Linked DNA regions of Gossypium arboreum: region 1 is linked to region 2. Evidence: chromatin contacts called from public Hi-C data. All regions are on one chromosome and are shown on one strand. Each heading gives the region's core, a stretch centred on a gene start, on an enhancer-like site or on the middle of the called end of the contact. The rest is flanking DNA. Distances are from core to core; before and after follow the strand shown. Region 1 holds the start of LOC108473502 (probable plastidic glucose transporter 1). Region 2 holds the start of LOC108467498 (UDP-arabinopyranose mutase 1-like).

What was found. A called contact is a pair of places that touch in the nucleus more often than the background predicts.
Region 1: a Hi-C map of leaf shows a contact between it and region 2, with 2.3 times the contacts expected there. The contact joins the promoter of LOC108473502 here to the promoter of LOC108467498 in region 2. A contact is called at or near these places in 2 of 5 Hi-C or Micro-C datasets (both in leaf).

Annotation. Positions count from the first base shown.
Region 1 is chr7:49,927,268-49,930,469 of ASM2569848v2, reverse strand. It overlaps LOC108473502 (probable plastidic glucose transporter 1), which reads right to left and starts at 1,916. Exons shown (of 12, transcript XM_017775138.2): 1 at 1,498-1,916; 2 at 1,264-1,387; 3 at 445-645. The coding sequence starts at 1,672.
Region 2 is chr7:49,672,365-49,675,402 of ASM2569848v2, reverse strand. It overlaps LOC108467498 (UDP-arabinopyranose mutase 1-like), which reads right to left and starts at 1,308. Exons shown (of 4, transcript XM_017768132.2): 1 at 713-1,308. The coding sequence starts at 1,054.

The DNA of each region.
Region 1 (3,202 bases), core at 667-3,166, 250 kb before region 2:
ATATTTTGTGCAAACTATCAACAACTTAATGGAAAATTTTAACATTATCATGATTTGAACAAATTTTTAATGCATAAGAACTAATTTGGAGTAATTTTTAGTAGAGGAACTAAAATGAACTTTACACAGTAGTACACTTTGACCCAATTCTTACCATTATAAGAGTAAGCTCAGAAAGCATCTGAAGGGCCAAGATATAAATTGGTTTACATGTTTAAACACACTTTCAAACACATAAAGTACAAGAAGCTACTGTAATATGTGTCCTATAAGTTCTACCTAGATAAATACAGAATGAAATAACAGATGGGGTGTGAAACACACAAAAGAAATAAAAGAGTACAAAATAATTATAGTACTGTTTAAATGAACTCCACATTTCACTTGGCATAGAGGAGATAAAATGCATTGCTTGGATTACCAATGCCTATATGTTATTCTCACCTCACAATTGCACCAAGTATCAATGGTATTGTGTCAATCTGAAAGGTCCGGCGACAACCTAGTTTGTCCACCAGTGAACCACAACTCAGGCTTCCAATGAAAGCTCCAGCAATGAATATGCTTACCACAATCCCCTCAAGAATTGGATCTCCTTCGAAACCAAGTTCTCTTGCAATTGAAACGATTGGACCATTCATTACTCTGCAAAACAAAGAATGCAATTTTGTGAACTGACTCTTTGACAAAACAATTTTACTCTTTAAAAATATCATTGATTTTCAAGTTACACCTATGTTATGGTGAGTATTGAATACGTGTGTGAGTCCAATATGGGCATACTCAATATTTTTGTTTCTATTTTATTTCTTCACATATATGATCATATCCCATACCTATGTCAAACACAAGTGTTGGACATCGGTACTTTAGGGAGAATTAAGAGACCGGGTATATGAATTCCTTCCATACACTCCCGATGAAATTTTAACACTCTACAACCAGGTTTATACATTAAAAGACAATAATTCAGTGTTTAGTTTCCTTATTTATAGTTTTTTATGGAATATTTATAGTTAAATAAATAAAACTCTTGTAAGCATATAAATCAGTTAGCAACATAATTTCCAATTTCTCAACAGCTAAAAGAGCGAGCAACTAATTAGAAAGAACAATAAAGCATAAAAAAAAAATTCAATAAGAGCTGAATTAAGCTCCAGAATATTCAAATGCTTCATTGCATAGCAAAAAGAGCAAGGAAAAGAAAACAACAATTAAATTTTCAGAAAGAAAGAACAATGTTTTTATTAAAAAAACACTTACCCTATGTGATAGCCGAAAAGGAAATTGGACATTGAAGCAACCAAAACGTGAGGGAAAGTAGGAAGCCATCCCAAATCAAAGCTTTGATCATCGTTTTTTTCTTGATTACGTAAATCTTCATTATCTGCAATTTAAACCCTAATCAGATATTAACTACAAAAATTCCACAGAATCTTGTCCGTCGATTGAATTTGACGAAAGCCAATAAGCCGAAAAATAAATGATAGTAAAAACCTGGCTCCTGAGTCTGCAACTGCTTCTTAGTCGCCGAAGCTTTCAACTTTAGTGACGGCAAGGGGAAACCAAAACGAAAGGTTTTGGGTTTAAGGAGTACTTTGGGGCTTAGATGAGAGGTGAAGAATAGGGGAACCGGGACGACCGGTCGGTGGAGTACGGTGGCAACCCACATCGAGTGAGAAATCGAGGAGAGAGAATGGGAATTGAAGTGTTTTTTGTTTATTTTTTTCCTTCAATAATTAGATAGAAATGATAGGATAAAGCCAGGTGGCGTAATTTGTTAGCTCTGCAAGGAAGGAATAGGATAAAACGGTCATAAAAAAAAGAGTAACAAATTGGCGGGAAACACGAGGGCATAGTTCAACAGTATACCGGCAAGGATGAGAGCATTTTAGTGACATTTTCTTTAGCATGACGTAATTTACTTATTTGTGGATACTTTTTATGCAAGGATATTAAATTTTGAAATGTTAAAGACGTGGTTTAATCGTAAAATGCCATGAGTCAGAACTTTTTACTTCTAAATAATCGAAGGGATCTCATATTAAATAACTAAAATCCAAATAATTGAAAATTAGAAGAAAGAAAACCGTGAAATCATGTTAACCTCACATCTAAAACCCATAAATTCAAAATCAATTAAAATGTGTAATTTGTAATATATACTTGGTACAATTATATATATTAAATTTGAATTTTAGTTTTTATATATATAATAAATTTTAATTTGGATTCAATTCTACACATTTAAAAAACAAATAAATATATTTATTTTCATATTGAATTAATATAATTGTTTTGTATATAATATCAATGTGATTTGTGTTAATTCAATAATATTGTTAAAAATTTGTAAAATTGAATTAAATTAAAATTTAATGCATAAAATTGTATAAAATCAAAGTTCATATATGATAATGCACATTGAATCAAATTTCATATATGTTTTGATATTTATAAAAAAAAATTAGCTATGAAATCAATATTAAAGAACTTTCGGGAATGTTTGGTTCAAGGAATATAATATAAATTTTCGTAATAGAATTACAAAAAACGTAAGGTTGTATATGGTATGTTACATTACTTTGATTGGCTCATTTGATTGGAATGTATTATCCAACACTACGTTTGGTTCGCTGACATAAGGTTGTCGATGGTATGTTACATTATCTTGTTTGGTTCATTTGGTTGGAATGTATTATCCAACACTACGTTTGGTTTAATGTAATAGAATTGAGTTGTAATACAATAGGGCTGTAATCAATAATTCAATGTTTAGTTCAATGGAATTGAATAAAACTGTAAAGTATTCTTATGTTTGGTTGAATGGAATGTTGTTATAATAGTATAAGGAAAAAATTGAAATGATTGGAGTACCCTTATCAATTTTTTTGTAAGTAGATAATTATTGTTATTGTTATTAAATTTTAATAGGATTATTATTAAAAATAATTTAATCATATTTTAATAGAATTATTATTAAATATAATTTAATAAAAATAATAATATTTTAATATAATTATTTTTATATTAAAATATTTTTATTTTAAATTATATTTTGATATTAAATATTTTATATTAAATTATATTAAAATATTTCAAATATTTTATTTTTATATTTTCTAAGTCCAAGTTTTAAAGGACTAATCTAAAATTAATTTTTCTTTATTATTCAATGTTGCATGGAATAGTCATTCTTTAG
Region 2 (3,038 bases), core at 59-2,558:
TCATATCTGTAGATTCCAGTCCAACCAATTACTTATCAATTGAAAGGTATATTTCCATGATTAGGCAGGTACAAAGCTGCTAGAGATGCATAGCATGTGAAAGTAATTTGAATTCTATAACCAACTGCAAAAAATAAATAAATAAAGTAAAAAGAAGCTAATAAAAGAAAAACTGACTCTCCACACTGCAATATAAACAACATAATAATAGGAAAAGAAATGCATAAATCATCTCAGACTCTGAAGATCTGGCAAGCATATCAGACAATGCAGAACTCAAATCCAGATTCGGGAAGGAATTGTAATATATAAATTGATTGCGCTATAAATTACTGTAGTATTTGAAATTGAATTTCAACTATGTAGATTGCATGATCTGAAAGGCTTTCAAAGTAAATCTGAAGCAAGCAGAATTCGATTTCTCATTTGCTACGAATATGTCAACATAAATTGAGGGGGAAAGAGGAGATTAAACCAAACTACCAAAGTGTCCAAGTCTCCCATCAAAACAATCAAAGGATTCAACTTTTGACCATAATAACAAAAACCAAGGTACTAAAACATCACAGGAATTCAATTTAAATCAAGAAAAAAAATAAAAGCACTCAAATTTCCAAACAATACAATGTAAAGATCCAAAATTTGACTAAAATAAGGAAACCCCAGATTCTGAAACACCACAATAAAATTGAAAAAACAAAAAGAAACTTACAAAGCAGTCGTCGTCAATGGTGAAGATATACTTCTTCTTGGATACCATGTAACCAAAGCAACGACAAGCAGAGTCCTTGAAGGAAATGCAAGAAGCCTTAGGACCGAGGATCCTGTTAATATCGTTCCTGTTGTAAAGCTCATAGTCAAAGCCCTCAGGGACCTTGATGGTCTTTGAAGGATCACCATCTTGAACAATGATGAGATGGTAAGGCTGAAAGAATGGCCTCCACATCTCAAGAAAGTCCAAGTTCCTTATGGTTGGTATAACAATGTCGAGCTCATCTTTCAGCAGAGCCACTGCTGGTGCTGCTGCTTGTGTTGCTGTTGCAGGCTCTGCCATTTTCACCGCAAAAAGGAGAAACGATAAAAGGAAAAGTGAAAAAAGCAGAGGTTTTTTCTTTCGCAGTTATTTTGAGGATTGATTGAGAGGAAGAGAGCTTGTTTGCGAATATATGGAGAGGGAGACTGAAGAGTCACGTGAGAAACGAGTGAGGCGGCACGATTGGAGGGAGATACAAAGGAGAGAGACGAGGGATCGTGTTTTGATTTTATTTTTTTTATATAGACAGTATTGGGTTAGAATGGGTTATACGATTTGTGCATAAATTATCGCTCGGAATTGATGGACGGTAAAAGAATTTTAAATAAATAAATATGACACATGTCACAATTTAATTGAGTATCTGTTTTTAAATAATGAAAGTTTATAGTTTGAAAAAATATATTTAAATAGTTAAACAAATAATTTCTTTTAAGAGTTTATCATTCAATTAAACCTTAATTTATTAGTATCATTTTCATATTATTTTTTTACATAATATTGTATTATGTTTTATTTTAATATTTTTGGGTTATAATGATATTTAGAGTCAAAGGTGAGTTTGGATGGACGGTGGGGTATGATACAGTGTGTTTAGCTTATTTTTTGTCTCATATTATAATATCTAATTTCACCATTATAGCTATTTTTTACCCTAACTGTAACTAAATCTACCGTCTATCTAAACTCACCCTAAATTTGTAGAGTTCTATATTTTGGTTCAATTCAGATAATCACTTGGGTTCAATGAAAAAGAAAGGTAAATCACATTTAAGGTCATTAACTATAAGTAAGTTTATATTTTAGTTACTCATCTAAAATTTTTATTTAAGTCATTGAATTGTTAATTTTTTTTAAAAAAAGGGTCTTATTAGGGAACTGCAAGCGATGATTTAATGATCAATACGGTGGATTAGTAACTACCGAGAGTCGAAGTACAAAACTTAGATCTAAGTTAATTTGCCAATTAATATCGAAGATCGAAGAAAAAAGTAATTTTCAGTTTCAGTTTATAAATTCCTAACATTTAAAGATATTTTATGAAAGAAAAACTAAAATATAAAAGAAAAGGAGAATATAAACTTTCGGTTAACACAACAATACGACTAGAAAATACCATACAAAATTTAGAATTCGTTTCTTCGAATTCCATAAACTCTAGCGTATTAACTTAAACCGAACATATGAAATTTTTTAATCCCACTTGTGTATCCTAATTTTAACATCATAATAGTAAACAGCAATAATTATTTAATTTACTGAAATTGTGTTTAAAATTTAGAATTAAATCTCACCTTGATAAAAATTTTAATAATAAAAAAGGAAAAAAAAAGAGAATGGGTTTAGCTATTTTTTTAATTTGATTTAATTATTGAACGATTCACCCATAATAAACTTAATTATTAGATGGAATAAAGAAAGAAATAAATTCCGTTTCAATCAAGTCCTAGATCAAAATTTTCATACGTTAGAAAGAAGTGAGTTTTTGTGGAAATGAAAAACTGAAACCGTAAATCAATTTAAATTTAATCAAAAACTTCAAACCATCTAAAATTAACTCGATTTTAAAATCATATAAAAAGACTGAAATATATAAAATCATAACTCATATAGTATGGGTCAGTATTAAAAAGGAGATGGGAAAGTGAGTTTTCATCGTTTTTCTTTTACGCCAACTTAAGTTTTCACATGGATGACATGATGTCTACTTATGAAACACACTTTTTCTTTTCCTTTTATGTTTCCAATTTCTTTTCTATTATTATTATTATTATTGAGTTTATGGATTTGGAATTTTTCAATTGTTAATATTATAAGAAAAATAATAAAGTATATTATTTTTGCCAAAATTTAAATCTTAACAATAATATTGTTAAGAAGAGATAATCATAAATCTCGAATGTGAATTGTAAAATAAATTTGTACATTATAATATTATTTTTATTAAATAATATCTTTTATTTTAAAATATCATACCCAATAATTTAATAGTTATTAATAATTA